Linked DNA regions of Gossypium hirsutum: region 2 is linked to region 1. Evidence: chromatin contacts called from public Hi-C data. All regions are on one chromosome and are shown on one strand. Each heading gives the region's core, a stretch centred on a gene start, on an enhancer-like site or on the middle of the called end of the contact. The rest is flanking DNA. Distances are from core to core; before and after follow the strand shown.

Region 1 (3,095 bases), core at 5-2,504:
AATGTGTTTATGCTTCGCTCAAAAACTGTCATTGAGAAGAATATAAAAAGACATTAATTGAAAAAGATAAAATTGAACTACTAACAAGAAATAGAGACAGAAACATTTCAGTGCACACTATATTACCAGAACTCCAGTCTTTAGAAATCTCCTTTGCAAGCTGCTCTCTTTCTACATCATCTGCAGTTAATACACATGAAAACACACATGAACCAAGACATCTTATATCAAGCAAAAGAACAGCCTTAAAAATAGAAGTCCCATCAAACACTAGGATTGATGGTCATGCATGGAAGAAAATTGTTAAAGCATTTCTTATGATTTCCATGGAGAACCGTGGTGGAAAACTGAAAGGCATTTATTCCCCATCGCATGCTCTTCCAAAACTCAAAACATATCTCCCCATTAATAACATAAAATAATTCATAATCTTCACTTTCCATCCATATTCCAGAGAATTCTTAATACTTTTCCAATTTCAAGATAGCTATAGCTATAATAAAAAGGAAGATCAAAGAGGGAGTAAGGCAAGACCTTTCTTGTGCCGTAGGAGTGCGAACTGAGTTGCAGACCATAGTTTTGTAAACCTTGCAACGCTTGCCCCGACACAGCTTATAAGTACATAACCCAAAAGAATCAGTAAAATATCCAAAAAGAAAAAATACAAGTCCCAGAAAAATCATAACAACGTTGATGACAAATAATCAGTGAGGTTCTGTTAATACATAATAGCTTTTGAGCCGATGGATAAAGCAATTAAAACAGGAAAAAACGAGAGTTTAATTTATGGAAATTGAAGTAAAACAAAAGAGAATAAAATTTTAAATTATATACAACAGAGGTAAAGTCTCTAACCTAAATCTACATATGAGCCTCGTCTTTTTCCACAACTTCATTTCTGTACATTATCAGGTGCCAGAAAACTAACATTTTAATTCCCGCTGGCTATGAACAAATTCTAATGAATAATCAATTCCATGATTATATAAATCTAAGGTATGGATCAAAAGGAGAAGAGGAAAGTGAGCTCTTACGAGGTGTCGAGCTCGGAGAGCATTGAGAGAATTACGAGCGAATATCGCAGCCATTGATTTTGATTGTTGATGGCGTTGATCTCGATCGGAGCTGTAACTAAGCTTCTCCTCCCCACCTCATTAATCGGGTATTTTCTCTTTTCAGTTCTTTACGACATCGTTTTATCCTGCGCTACATTAATATGGACTTATGAATGTCCAGCTCAAAGAAAGTAGGGCCCAATGGCCCAAGAAGAACATTTCAATCCAACAGCGTCATTTCGAAGGAGCTCAGGATCTCAAATCTCTGAGCCGATATTTTTAGGGTTTAAGGAAGACACCACTGCCAGCCTCCCGGTGTTTGTTTCAACTCTCCACCCAATTTCCAAACCAGCGAGAGATGGCGTCGTTTTTCGGATCAGCAATGCGGGCTGGCTCGAGGACCCTAGCTTCTCGGTCTAAAACCCTAACTGTAAAGAGCCTAATCCCAAATCCTTCAACAAGATCCCTCCCTCGCGCCTCAAGGTACTTGCTTTGTGTTTTTTCCATCTAAATTTTTTTATCAAATTCTTAACTTCATTTTTTTTTAAATTTTAAAGGATTGTTTCGGCGTTGGGAGGATTAGAGTCGATGATGCCACTTCATAGTGCCATTGCATCTGCTCGCCTGCAATCAAGCATAGCCGTCGATTCCTCCTGTTGGAGCTGCCTCTCTCAAGGTTTTTCTTCTATACCTTTTAAAAGAAACAATTGTTTAATATATCAATGTCTCATCAACGTTATAGTTGTTCTGTTGGTTCAAGTTTTTTTATGCTACAATTGGGTATAAATTTCAAATGCAGTATAGTTTTTGTTGCAAGTTTAGGAATGAATTATCCTTCACTTCCCTACGTTCCCTTTGACGTTATTCAAGAATCCGAAGTAGAAACTGTATATAGAAATTGACTTCCAATGCTCTTAGCTGTAATTGTTTTGAGGAATTATATATGTAAAAATATGTACTAATTTCTAGTAATAATATGGGCTTCGGATTGTTAGCTTGAAGTATTTGAAGACAACCGTGTGATCTGCATTGTTATAATGCTGTGTTCTAATGGTCATGGAATAAAACTTGACTATCCATGAAAGCATGTTGTTTGATGTACAAACATAGCTGTTCTACTTCTAACTTGGTTTTCTAATTCATGAAATAGGACTTGCAACACCCTTGTGACAAAGCTGGATACTTTGTGGGACTGGGACATTAAGAGCATAGGGTCTTTGTTTTTGAAAGCTCTGTCAAGGGATTTCTGACAACTGAAACTTCTTCAGCTCCAATGTCTTAGCAAATGATTAGCTACCTTTGCAGCATATTGGGGGGTTTTGTTGTTGATTTGTGATGCATCTGATTTAGACCTTTTATATGCTTTGGAGGAATCACTGCCCAAAGCAAAATCCATTTTACTTTATTTACAAAGTGAACTTCTAAGCTTTCTTGCTCTTAACTTTTTTTTCAGTATTCATGTATTTGATATATATCTGGACATGAAAAGAACAATAAGATTTTTTAAGGTGCACCTAATTCATGAAAAACCATGAAAACAATGGACGCACACACACACGTGTACTAATAGCGTAGTTTGCTTTTCTCATTTACTAAATCAATTTTCATTTCAGATCACTTTGACTTAACATTGTAAATTTTTTAGTTCAAACCACTCAAGATAGTATTTTGACTAATAAAAGAACAGCAGCGAGATAAATCAATAACGCCCTGCATTTAACTTTTAATTGATAAATCAATTTATACATACCACTATTTCATGGTGGAATATTCAAATATTGTTAGCTATAACCTCACTTTGAACACATAGAATAGTTATAAGTCATCGAGTAACCGAACAATGTCAACAATCTTATCTCCTTTCCAGCCAACAGTAACTTTCACGTTTAAGACTAGGTAAAAGAGGTGCATTGCAGCCTCAAGCTATATTATCTTCTTCTTCTTTCTTTTCTTGTATATATTAACACATTGGGAAATATCTAGTTTTATGCAGAGTAGTCAGTTCGGGTCATCATTCACCAGCTTACTATATGCACAGAA
Region 2 (2,994 bases), core at 439-2,938, 340 kb before region 1:
GTCTTCAGAAACGTCTCTAAATCCTTGAGAATAGTTTGAAATATTCGCTGCAATTTCAGTCCTAGAAAGCAAAGGATGCTTCTTAAAATCTTCGTGATCATCTTTTTTCGGTCCAGGGGAGTGCAGTAAATGACTGCGAACCTCAGTGGATGGTTTGTGCCTTGCATGTTTCCAGTGATCCATCCAAGCAGCTTGGTAATGATTCATAGATTTCCTAGCTGTTCCATCACTATCAGAATCTGATTTTGCAACACGATCAGACATGATATGATCAATTCTATTTTAATTTCAGAAGTCTCAGAGGCTCATTGCACCTTAACTGAAAAAAAAATCAGCAAACACCATTAAACATAATATCCATTAGGTTCCAAAACAAAATTCAAAGAAATTAGAAATCAGAAATTAAAAAACAAAAGAAAATCCAAATCTAATGCTCATAAAGGCCAGTAAATGGGGCTTAGTGGAATTGAAGGATCAACAAATTATATGCGTAACTAATTACCCAATTTCAACCCATAAAGCAGGGAACCTCAGACGTGTAAATTAGAAACCTTAAGGTTGAAGCAGCCAAAGAGTTCTTCGATTGCACTAGTTAAACCCTTATGATCAATCCAGGCTCCCAAAGTTACAACGTTTGGTCCCTCCTACGAATTTTAAACTGGATAGCACGATCCCACATATACTATAAAAGCGATATATTTTACAAAATCAAGCAATCCGTAGTTAAATTTCCAAAAAGGTTGATTTTAGCATATTATTGTTTGATTGTTCCTAGTAGGAAGATAAATTTAGGATTATTATTAATTTTCTTGTTTAGAACCTATATATTAGGCATTGATCTTTTCTCCATTGGTATTGAAAGTTCTTCTAAATATTTAATTATTATTTTGTTCTGTATCCAAAAAAACATATATTATTTTCGTTAAAAACTAACTTAATTACCAATAAACAAATATTTAATTATCTATTAGAAAGGACGTTTCACATTGTAACGTAACGTATTTATAATAAATAAAGAAGTACATTTGGATTCTGGAGTTCATTCCATGAACCGAATCTATCCTTTTCAAATAAAGAAGAAAAAGAACAGCACAAAAAAGACTACTTACTCATCCTTTCCCTTATTTTATATTTCATCGCTACTAATAAAACGGATTGTACTGTTCCGTAAGCAAAATTAGAGAAACATAACTCATAAACTACTAAAGCAGAGCAGGTAGTAAAAAATCGGAAGAAGTCGAAACGAGTAAACAAGCTCCATGCACCAACTAAACAACAACCGAAGATGCTAAAAGAAAGCAGTATTAAAGCGAGCAAGCAATAAAGAGTAAAAATTAAGTCAAAACCGCGTAAGAACTCACCTCAAAAGGCTGAGAAAGAGGAATCAAGAGTTCATGAAGAAAAGAAAGAAGGAAGATGAAGGAGAAGAGCAAGAGTGAAGCACAGATCCATGGAGAATATAAGATCAGAAAATAAGGAAAAATATATAGTTAAATTGGGGAATTTTGAGAATTTGTGGACGGTGGAAGAGATAGAAAAAGGGGGAGGGGGGAATGAAGGACGGGATGTAATTGGTGAAAGAAGGAAAGAAATGAAAGGAAAAAGAAGGCATCTTAGGAAGCCGAGAGCCACATTTTCACGTGTCTTTAGCGAGTCGAGCCGATGAAATTTGGGAGCTGAATTAAACCAGGGTCCCACACACCTGCACTTTTCTATTCATATATTTTTAATGAGTTTTTACTTTTTGACGCGAATTATTGTTGTAATGAAAATGCTAATTTATTAATTCAATTGCACCATGCTGTCCTATCTATATGACACAAGCAAAAGATATGTATTTTAATGATATGACAACGAAAATAAAGTTAGGGTGGAGCCAAAAAAATTTTTTAAGGGGATCTCATAAAATTTTAATTTTTTATGGTTTATATTTTTATAATTGGTAAAAGGTTAAGTTAAATTTTTATAATTTTAGGATGGGTCAAAATATAATTTTATTTTTATTAATTTAAAATTTTTAAAAAAATATAAAGTCTTAAAATAAAATTTTCTATTTTAAGGGGCCCGAAGCCCATGCCAACCCTCCTTGACTACGCCCCTGGATAAAGTTAATCAAATTTTAATATAAATTAACATTCTAATTAGCATTTTAATTTGAATTTAGAATTCTAATACAAAGTTGATTCATTTTCTTGATTTTGAAATTTACCAAATTTAACAATATTTGTTTTTTTCGAAATCTATGTTTTTAAATTGGCTCTTAGGAAATTTGGACCCACAGTAATATTGCATCCTTTTGAGTTGCACCAACTTATGATATTATATATATGATTTCTCTGTGTAAAGGTATATAGTCCAAAACCTTTTTACATGTTGGCTCCGAAATATCTTCTTCCCTTTCAAAATATCTTTATTTGTTAAGAATAATAAAAAAATCCCCAAAGGTCTCGCATCATTAGACCAGAGTTGGAGGGTTTGGGTTTAAACCAAAAAATTTCAAACGACTTGTTTTTTAAACAGATTGAGTTTTGAGACTCAAATTTACAAAAGAAATATTACTTTTTTGCTGGTATTTTGTCATTATTTTATTGGCGTTTCGTTATCATTTTGTTATTATTATTTGAATATAGTATAATTCTTATTTTATTATTAATTTTGTTATTATTTTAAATGTATTTACTTGTTAAGTTGTACTTATATTAGTGTTATTTAAGTGTAAATAATTTTTTTAATTTAATTTCAATTTGTTGGGAAATATTTATTTTAATATTTTTAGTGTATTTAATGTATTATATATTTTTAATTTTTTATATAAAAAAATAATATAAAAAAATTAATACGAACAAGTCGAGCTGAACTTAAGTTTTAGTGTCTTTTGTTTGAACCGGACCCGAACCTAGAAAACAAACATAAAATTCTATTGAAGCCCGATCCATAATCACTTCTACACATCATATATGATATATATTAAATAAATACATTTATAAATGATCA

Evidence for each region. A called contact is a pair of places that touch in the nucleus more often than the background predicts.
Region 2: a contact with region 1 is called in a Hi-C map of leaf, with 2.0 times the contacts expected there. The contact joins the promoter of LOC107928803 here to the promoter of LOC107928787 in region 1. A contact is called at or near these places in 7 of 34 Hi-C or Micro-C datasets (callus, leaf and petal).

What each region holds. Positions count from the first base shown.
Region 1 is chrA12:4,078,406-4,081,500 of Gossypium_hirsutum_v2.1, reverse strand. It overlaps LOC107928787 (protein NONRESPONDING TO OXYLIPINS 2, mitochondrial), which reads left to right and starts at 1,254. Exons shown (of 3, transcript XM_016860056.2): 1 at 1,254-1,538; 2 at 1,613-1,731; 3 at 2,206-2,562. The coding sequence starts at 1,414. The coding sequence ends at 2,225. LOC107928762 (BTB/POZ domain-containing protein At3g05675) reads right to left here. Exons shown (of 2, transcript XM_016860032.2): 2 at 2,751-3,095. It also overlaps the pseudogene LOC107928778.
Region 2 is chrA12:4,414,918-4,417,911 of Gossypium_hirsutum_v2.1, reverse strand. It overlaps LOC107928803, which reads right to left and starts at 1,688. Exons shown (of 4, transcript XM_016860081.2): 1 at 1,362-1,688; 2 at 1-319. The coding sequence starts at 264.